Linked DNA regions of Gossypium arboreum: region 1 is linked to region 2. Evidence: chromatin contacts called from public Hi-C data. All regions are on one chromosome and are shown on one strand. Each heading gives the region's core, a stretch centred on a gene start, on an enhancer-like site or on the middle of the called end of the contact. The rest is flanking DNA. Distances are from core to core; before and after follow the strand shown. Region 1 holds the start of LOC108470244 (patellin-3-like). Region 2 holds the start of LOC108469807 (protein SUPPRESSOR OF GENE SILENCING 3).

Region 1 (5,132 bases), core at 1,158-3,657, 440 kb after region 2:
GTGAGAACAACCTTTCCAGGCTCACCAACCTTGAAATTGTCACACACTACTTCTCCCTCTGAACAACCCACCTTCTTGCTCTTCTGGATTATTATTGTGTAGCTATCTTCACCGCTGGGTACGAATTCTGCTCCATAGTTCACTTCCCATCCCACAACCCTCACCTCCCATGTCAGTAAGCATGCCTGCATTCCATACCTTTCTCTACTTAATTATATATACATTAAAGTTTCCATATTGTTTCTTTTACTCTGACAAGCATGTTTCAATTTCAAAACATCGAGGCCCCTGTTGGTGGCCATTGTCCTGTTGTTCAACAATAGCAAACAACAGTGCCCAAAGGATCCGAAGTAGTACTACGCGAATCCCTAAGGCCAGGGGGCAGGGGGGCTTTGGATTCCTGATAAAAGTGAAAGCTACCCTTTGACCAGAGACAAAATAAAAGAAAATGCCATTTACCTCTGTAACTGGAAACTCTACTGTGTGCTTTGCCGCTGGCTTAACAGTTATCTCGGTGACGGCATCGGTGTTGCCGAATTCACCGTCTTTGCTCAACCCTCCGTACCTGACTGGTACTTGCTCCGCAGCGATGTACCTAATTAAAAACATAATAATGTCATTTAAACCAAGGGTAGAGAGAGGAGTTTAAAGTCTTGATTTTTTAGACAACAAACCTGAAAAGGGTCTCTGCAGATTTTGAAGGGCCTGCAAACACAAACTTGCTTCTGGTTCTTTGCGTTAAAAATGGACTTATCATCTTATTCACCGCAAGGTACCACCATGGTACATTGATAAATACCTAAACAAACAACCAGCCAGCATCCAGAGAGGCAATCTAAATGCTTATTATTGCCAAAAACAACAATATAACTGATAAAGCAATTAATCAAAGGCACAAAGAATAGTACTAATTGCCGGATTAATTACCTGTCTGGCAACAAATTCAGGGTAGTTATCCTGCAGCAACTGAAGGGCTTGTTTGGTAGCTTGTCTAAGCTCCCATTTAGTAAGTCCTGGGGAATTCTTCAGGTCATTGATCTGAACAATGGTGCATATGCCACCAGGGCTGAAATCTAGTTTCCGAATACTCTTTTCCAGGAATTGGATTCTCCACCTCAAGAAATTTTGCCTCTTCTCTTCGTCCGAAAATGTCTTCTGGTAAAGCTCCTTGTTTTGGAACTCTCCGTACACATTATAGCACACCGGATGTCCTTCTTTGTCAAAACCATGCATGAACACCACTTTCTCCAAATCATTACCAAAATCTTGTTCCACCAGTTCATCAATGCCGAGCTCTTTTCTCCAACGAAGGGTGTTTTGGAGCATGGTGAATGCTTCTTTCACCTTGAAATCCCTGGCTCTTAGAAATTTGAGGAGAATAACATCGCTTCTTTCATCTGCAAGAAGTGGTATGCCCCATATGGATACCTCTTGTGGGAGCACTTTGTTCGATACTGTTTCAGCATCTTTACCTTCCACATTAGGCTTTGCATCTGAAGGCTCTTTAGATGCTGCTTCCGGCGGTTGCTCTGGTTGAACTGAAGCAGAGACTGAAACAATAGTGTCTTCAATGGCTTCTACAGTCTTGGCACCATCGTCTTCCACTGCGTCAGATCGTACAGTAGCAGTAGCAACCTTCTCTTCATCATCTCCTGTTTCAGCCTGAGCGATGCTTTCTTCCTTTGTCTCGGCCACTGTTTCTGTGACTGCTTCTGCTTTTGGTTTTGGTTCTTCTTTGGCAGAATCATCCTTTGGTGGTGGTTGTTGCTGCGGCATTGCAAACCCACCAAACTCGTGCTTGTTAAGCGCTTCTCGAACAAGCACTTTAAGTTCTTCAACCGCTTTCTTTTCATTCTCAAGAAGATCAGCCACCCGCGTGCTTTCTTCCTTGTAATGACCCGACTGGGGAACTTTTTCCTCATCATCACCATCGGCTACTGCATCTGATATCTTCGTCTCTAAAGCCTCCTCACCCTCAACATGTTTTTGTTTGACCGGTTCTTCTTCGCTTTCGGGTACCGGCGGTGGCTCTTTTGCTGCTACTGCTGCAACCGGAGGTTTCTCAGCTAGTGGCACGTCGGGAACAACAACCACCTTGTCAGCTGGCGGCGCTCCAACCTGAACTTGGTCAGCCATAGTTAATGATTATTCTTGATGTCAATGAAAAAACGAGGAGATACTGAAAATGAAGAGAAGATGAAGAGAGGGAAAAAGAGAGTAAAAATGTAAATGGTGGTGTTTGAGGGGGAAGAGAGGGCATGCAGTTTTTAAAGAGATGGGAGAGAGAAGGGGAAGGTGTGAAACTGAAATGCAAGCTCATATCAGGGACCCACTACTACCCTCCTTCATTTTACAATCTGTAAAGCCTTCATTTTTTTATTTTCTTTTTGGAAGTGTTAATTATCAGTATAGTGAATGGGATTATGGGGGGAGTTACATAGAAATCATCGGCGCAGGTGGCGGCATTGGATTTTCATTTGATGATGATTAACGTTTCAGGGTTTTGGGTCTACAGACAACTCAACGGCAACCGCAGAATAAGAACCGTTGATGTGTTGGGCAATGGAAACATAGGATCCTCTATTCTTCATCAGCTTGTCATCTCCTCTACGCGGGACCTACTCAGTCAGATGCCACTATGTCTTCCGTCCGTTGCAGATCTCCCTATCCATTCTTAACTTACACACCCTTCCAACGGTCAGGTCCCTCTACCCTAATCAAGTTTTTCGATCAACCATACAAGTGTATCTTTGTTTTGGTAATTGATGTTTAAGATTTTTATTTTAGTATTAACATTATTGAAATATAATGTTTTGATCACTATTTCGTTGAGTTATTATTAATGGTTTTTTTATTGGTATAATAATAAATTTAATTTTTAATATTTATAAATTCTATCAATTTAATATTGATTCTTAAAATTAACAATTAAAAACTTTAGTAAATATTTAAAATTTTATTTTTGATAAAAATACATATAAATTTATAAAAATATGTATAAATAAATGAATATATTTATTATTTTCTAATATGAAATTTATTTATTAAAAATAATATTATAAATAAAACAGTTTAAAACTTTAACTTTTCTATTTTTTTAAACAATAATAACCACTTTAACTTTTCTATTTTTTAAACAATAATAACCACCTTGTTCAAGTTAGGTAAAAATTATAGCCTAAGGTCAAAAAGGGTGAGAATTGACTTCTTTAGGTTGTTGTCAAAAGAGTTTGTTGCATTTGAGGTTGTGCTTGAGACGGACATAATTAAGAATATATATGTGATGATGAGTCTTAGAGACCCAATAGATGGAAAGTCGTGTTGACAACTCTACAACCATATCCTAATTTGGTGGCCCAATGATGGAGGATGTGGAAATCGAGAAGTTTAGAAGAAGGATTATTGGTGTCGGTGGTAGTGTGTGAAGATAATTCTCAACGCTCAACAAATTTGACAAGACTAACGAATAAGGTCAATCACATAAAAATTATTATTTATCAAATAATCTAAATTAAAAAGGAAAAGTTGAATCTAGTTTAAATCTTCTTTGTGAGTTTTTTTAAATATTTTATGTATAAAAGTATTATTTTAATAAATAGATTTTATGTCGAAAAAGAGAAAAACAGTATTTATTTATTTATAGAATCTAATGTATTTTCTTGAAAAATGATTTTTTAATTTTTAAGAATTGATACTCCATTGGCGTAATATGTAAATGTAAAATTAAGGATTACATTTGTTGATTTTTTAGATCTAATACTAAATTTATAGAATCAGTAAACATTAGAGAGATAAATTTGTTATTATATCAATAAAAAAAAAGGCCGTCGTTAGTAATTTAACGAGATAGTGATCAAAAAATTAAATTTCAATAACGTTAGTGGCTAAAATAAAAAATTTTAAACCTAGGTGGCCAAAAATAGAAATACGTGAATAGGTGGGTGACTATTTTTTATAGTTTACCCTAAATTTTTAATATTTAAATTAATATTTTTTTTATACACATTAACATTATTATATAATAAATTTATATTGATTTTGGTTGAAATGGCAATGGGATGAGTGTGTAACACCCCTCACTCGTATCCAACACCGGGACAGGGCTCGAGGCATTACCAGACTTAAACATTCAAAAACATACAAAACCAGGTCACTAAATTTCGCCCAAAATTAAAACTTTTAGAACATATGCTATCGTCCCTTAAACAGGCCATCGAGGCCTATAAATTACATTAAGGCGGTTCGGGACAAAACCGAAAATATTCGATAAACTTTGGGCAACTTAATAAATTTCTAGCTTTGGAGTGCCACACGCCCGTGTAGGTGGGCCGTGTGAACTCACATGCCCGTGTGGCTTGGGGCACGCCCATGCCCTTAGCCCGTGGGCAACACTGACTTTTAAACACGGCCATGGCACACGCCTATGCTGCCTGTCCGTGTTCAATACTGACTTTGGGACACGGCTATGGGACACGCCTGTGTGACCCACCCGTGTCCTATAATAACTCAAAATTTTAAATGTAGGGGACACACGGTCATAGCACACACCCATGGGAGGGAACTGTGTGTCACACACGGCCTAGATACACGCCCGTGTGTCGAACCATGTAGACTATTTTCCAAGCCTTAAGTCACCCCTTTTTACTCCTTATACCATTATACTATGTTTACAAACTTATAAATTAAACATCCATGTTCAGGGTATTATCAACTTATTACCATATCACACATTTATTCCATAGCCATGACCACCTCAAATGGTCCTAAGGCATTCACCATGTATATATGTTATATACTTCTTACACATAATGAGCAAGCATAATCACATACCCACATCACGAGACATTTACATATATCATGGATGAATAGGCTTACAAGCCAAAATCATTATAAGCCACATCTCATAGCTACATACAACAAATCATTATAAGCCAATACATTTGGCTAATCACAACGACATCGATCATAGAAAAACTAAGTCCCTATACATGCCACTCACTTGAACACGTTTAACATATATATGTCAATACTCCAAGGGTAAAGGCTTGATAGTGTGATGCTGCCTCCGACGATCTCCAACCCCGAGCTGACCTGTCAAAACTAAAAAGATGGAAAGGGGGAGTAAGCTTTGC
Region 2 (5,006 bases), core at 1,464-3,963:
AGGATTAACAATGAATTTTCTTTGATAAAGTTCACCTATCCAAGCTGAGGTTACATTTTTATTTTTAGACTTTAGAAAAAGTATGGTTAGGGTTTGAACTCCTAATTTGCCAAGTCTGGTCAGTAGGGTCATTAGGATTTAGTCTAGAGGCCCATATAAACCAAGAACATTTTTCACTGTAGATTACCTTTAACCTTTTTAAGTCATTTTTGGGAAACTTAATAAAATATCTATTCAACCTACCATACTGCTTGGCAACTTCTTTTAGACTGTCTTTAGACTTAAATAAGATTCCAACCTTAAGTCTAGAATTACTCATGTCATTCTCTAGGTTGAATTCAGGCCAATTTTGGCCATCTGAGTCAGATTCATGTGCACTATCTAACCTTCTAAAATCATTACTATCACACACTTCACCTATTTCTATACCATCCATGTTTAAACCATCTAAATTAACTCTTATCCTATTAGACACATCACTTTCAAATGCATCACTACCAGACATTTCTTTTTTATTCTCATTAAAATTGTCATAAATTAAACCTGCCAAGCAAATTAGTCATCAATAAAGGCAGACAATATAGGCAAACACTTTAACCATTTCTGTCAGATAATAACCAATAGAAAATAAATTAATACAAACATAACCATTTTTGTCATGCACATGGCAGACAATAACCAATACAAAAATAATTTAATACAAACACAACCATTTTTTTCATGCACATGGCAGACAATAATAGACAATAACCAGTACAATATAGAAGGTAAATGACAAATTTGATATTGCTACATACAATATAGCAGCTTGGATACAAACAATGACAGATATAAACAACAAACATAATGCACATGGCATACAATACACATTATATGTCATTCACTTTAATAACCAAACCATAATCTATCATGCACATTAATAACAAATAAAACCAAAATCGAAATAACCCTAAATTAAAATCTAAATTAAAATTAAAATCGAAATAACCCAAAATAACCCTAAATCAAAATAACCTTAAATCCAAAAAATAAAAAACTAAATGCAACAACTTACCCGTTAAAGTGGATCTAACAACATTGGCAGCTTCTCTTCTATTGACCATTGTCGCTGAGAATCAAAAACACTGAATGGTTTCTAGTTTCGTCTTCTTTTCTCCCCAAACAAAAAAGTCCAATCGTTTTCTAACCTTATATCCTGTTAATTGTTAATCAATTATTGAATCGATTTCTAACCTTAAACCAACTTTCTTAATCGATTCTCAAATCAATTTCAAACCAAACCAACCCAAATCACAATCAAAATTTTTCCAAATCGATTTTTTTTTTTTCTCTAAATCCCCTTAATCAGAATCTTTTTCTAATTTTTTACCTTAAAACCCATAACCTTTCAATTTTTTCCCTAAACCTGCCCCAAACCAAGACCCATCAGTTGGTTAACTTGCCACATCAACGGTCCCGTTAACACACTAACAAAAACTGTTAATCAGTGACTATTTTGTCTTTTTTTATAACGTTAGTAACTGTTTTGTAACTTTTTAAAAGTTGAGTGACTAAAATGAAACTTAAATAACTGTTTTACCAGCTACCCCAAAGTTAGGTGATTGTTAACGTAATTTACCCTATTTTAAAACTCAATGCTTGTTTTTTAATAGAAAATATTGATTAGATTATTCAAGGTTAACGATATTGACCTCGTGATTCAATGTGGAAAAATTTAAATGATGTGACCAAAATAACTTCATTTTGGAACAATTAAACTATGACGTGGAAATTAAAAACAAAAAAAAATGATCGACATCTTATTTCTTACAAATAACAAGCGATATAAAAGCCAAATCTCTTCTCTTCCATTTATCGAATCGTAGCGTGGTTAGCCATTAATTTGAATCGAAGGTAATCATTTTTGCTTAAAGCATTGTTTTATTTTGGTTTAGACTTTCGAAAATTTGTTTGGGGTTTGATTTTCAAAACCCATATTAGCTTAAATTAATTTGGGGTTTATACCGTGAAAAGTGTATGTTTCCATAACTTATATAAAATTCTTGTTTTTTAATCTTGTAATTACCCAAACCAAGAAAATTGATATAACTCGTAAATTTTAAAAAAGAAATTATATAAAACAATATTGGTTAAGTTAATGTGACATTTATGATGTTTTCCTTACAATTTGAAGGGTTAATCACTCAAAATTTTCAATTATAAATTCAAGTGCGAAAATTCGTGTGAAATTTAAAAGAAAATATAAAATAAAAATGACTGGATTGTTAAAATTGATATTATATAGTTTTTTGTTCGCACTATCAATTGAAAGCTCTCTTCTCTTTTATTATTCAAATTTTAAATTAAACAGTTTTGGATATTACGAATTTACGAACCAATAATCTTTTTCTCCAACTTCCGACACTAATCATTAAATCAATTTCGATTTAAATAATATTCTTCTACTCATTAATAGGTACTAATTCACCATACCAATCGTCGAATTATAATTTAGAACTTGTTGGCAAAACACTTAAAAAAAAGATAATGGACTAAGGACTTAAATAAAAACTTTTAAGTAATTCAGTGACTTAAATAAAAATTTTCAAATAATTCAATGAATAAATTATAACTTTGTAATTAAGTAACCAAAACAAAAATTTAACCATAATTTAGTGACTAATTGCGTAATTTATCCAAACTTATATTTATTATTAATTCAACCTCCGCTACCCGTCGATGTTATTGGTGGTACAAATGAAATGACGCTTAAAATGCTTTCCAGCTATTAGCTAACCTAAAAACTTTCCTGCTCATTTCATTTTCCAAGCCGACGCTCACTCTCCACTCTCATACTGTTGCTACTCTGCTTTACTCCACAACCCTGTCTCGCCTTACCGGCCCCGCAGCTCCACACGCTCTATGCTTACACTGCGCCCCTGCGTCTACCCTATTATTAGAGGTAAATTTTTGGCTTTTCACCGTTTTTGTGAGGTAACCCTAGTTTTTTTTCTTAGATGTGGGGTAAATTATTTTCTGAGTTTCTTAATTATATTGCTTGGTTTTTATTTAACGGTTTCTCTGTCTCATTATGGCATTGTTGTCGTTATCGTTGCCGCTGCAGTTCGTGCCATCATTTTTGCTGCTGCTCTCATTTTACAGGTTAGCCATGTTGTTCGTGTTAATCTTGTCATGCCCTGCCATACCTAAGAATTCTAACTTCAAACATACTAGCGGTGTTAATGATGTATTGTCGCCTGTAGTTTGTCTTGTTTCTGTCTAAAATTTGACATGTTTAAAATTTCGTGCCATGTTCATGTTTTAGACTTTTAGTTATTTCAATCATGTTTGAGTTGAGATATAACACGGATGCACCGATTGCTAGCTCTATTTTGTGGCCAACCCAGTGCAATGCGTAAATGTTTCGATCTTTGCAAGTAATGGTTGACTGAAATATCCTTTGTAATTGAGTTTTGGGCAACAGCTTTGACAATTAGGGTATAGTGATCGTACAACCAATTTATAGCTTGAGATCTTGCTGACAACACCATCTACAGGCATTTTCGTAGTTAATTGTTGTCGATCTTGTTTATTTTTAAGACTATGTACTACTAAATGTCGATTTTATGACATCTAACTATAGGATTGCGTTAGAGGATGAGTTCAAGAAAAGGGAATGGGAATCCTTTTGTTTCTGGTGGTATTAACAACCCATCGTCCAAGGGGAAAGACATATCTGGATCCTCTAGCTCCAAGGTTGAGCAGCTAAGCCAGGGTGTATCGGACATGAACCTGGGTTTGCCTCAAGACGATGGTGAGTGGGAGGTTATTCAAAGGAAGCCTAAGAATAGAACTGGAAGCAGTGCTGCAAGACCTTGGGGTCCTCAAAATTCCAATGGTAAACCGCGGGGAGCGATGCGGACTAATGCTGTATCAGGAAGAGCCTCTGGCAATGATTGGGATACTCATAATACTGATTCCAGGATGGCAACTGGCAGAGGAAATGCAAGACCCCAAACATTCAACAAGACTATTGAGAACAACAATGTGCCACCACATCCTGTCATTCGCCCACCCCTTCAGTATGGATGGAATTGGCAATCTAGAACTGGTTCCAATCCATCCGGGGGGTTACAAGATGATCATGGAAAAAACAATGTCAGCACTGAGGTTGAAGAGGTCAATGATATTGATGATGTTGAGGATGACTCAGATGATAATGCTATTGATGATTCTGATGATGAACTTTTAACCGATGACTTTGATTCAGATTCAAGTCAAAAGAGCCACGAGACAAGAAAGAATAATAGATGGTTTAAGAAATTTTTCTCGAGTTTAGATGCATTGAGAATTGAGGAAATCAACGACCCAGCAAGGCAGTGGCACTGCCCAGCATGCCAGGGTGGTCCTGGTGCCATTGACTGGTATAGAGGCCTTCAGCCTCTGATGACACATGCCAAAACAAAAGGAGCAAAAAGGGTGAAACTCCATCGTGAACTTGCTGAACTCTTGGATGAGGAATTGTGTAGAAGGGGTACTTCAGTTATTCCTTCTGGTGAAGCTTTTGGCAAATGGAAGGGTTTAAAAGATGAAGAAAAAGATCATGAAATAGTCTGGCCACCTATGGTTATGATAATGAACACAAGGCTGGAACAAAATGAGAACGATAAGGTACTGCAATATCTTTTGCAATATTTATATACTAAAATAATGAAGCTAGTTGTTTCTATTTTCAGTGGAAATACTTGTTTCCTGTCTCCTGCTCTAACTTTAACTTTTTATTTATTGTATTATACTTCAGTGGATTGGTATGGGAAACCAAGAGCTTCTTGATTATTTCAGCTCATATGCTGCTGTGAAGGCTCGCCACTCGTATGGTCCACAGGGTCATCGTGGGATGAGTGTTCTGATTTTTGAGAGCACGGCTAGGGGTTATTTAGAAGCTGAACGGCTACATAAGCATTTTGCTGAGCAAGGAACGCATAGGGAGGCTTGGGAACGACGTAGGGTCTTATTTTATCCAGGCG

Evidence for each region. Hi-C and Micro-C count contacts between places; a contact is called where the count stands out from the background.
Region 1: a Hi-C map of leaf shows a contact between it and region 2, with 3 times the contacts expected there. The contact joins the promoter of LOC108470244 here to the promoter of LOC108469807 in region 2. A contact is called at or near these places in 2 of 5 Hi-C or Micro-C datasets (both in leaf).

What each region holds. Positions count from the first base shown.
Region 1 is chr10:26,899,474-26,904,605 of ASM2569848v2, forward strand. LOC108470244 (patellin-3-like) reads right to left here and starts at 2,408. Exons shown (of 4, transcript XM_017771530.2): 1 at 928-2,408; 2 at 675-799; 3 at 460-595; 4 at 1-185. The coding sequence starts at 2,136.
Region 2 is chr10:26,458,969-26,463,974 of ASM2569848v2, forward strand. It overlaps LOC108469807 (protein SUPPRESSOR OF GENE SILENCING 3), which reads left to right and starts at 2,714. Exons shown (of 6, transcript XM_053020412.1): 1 at 2,714-2,941; 2 at 3,623-4,650; 3 at 4,781-5,006. The coding sequence starts at 3,637.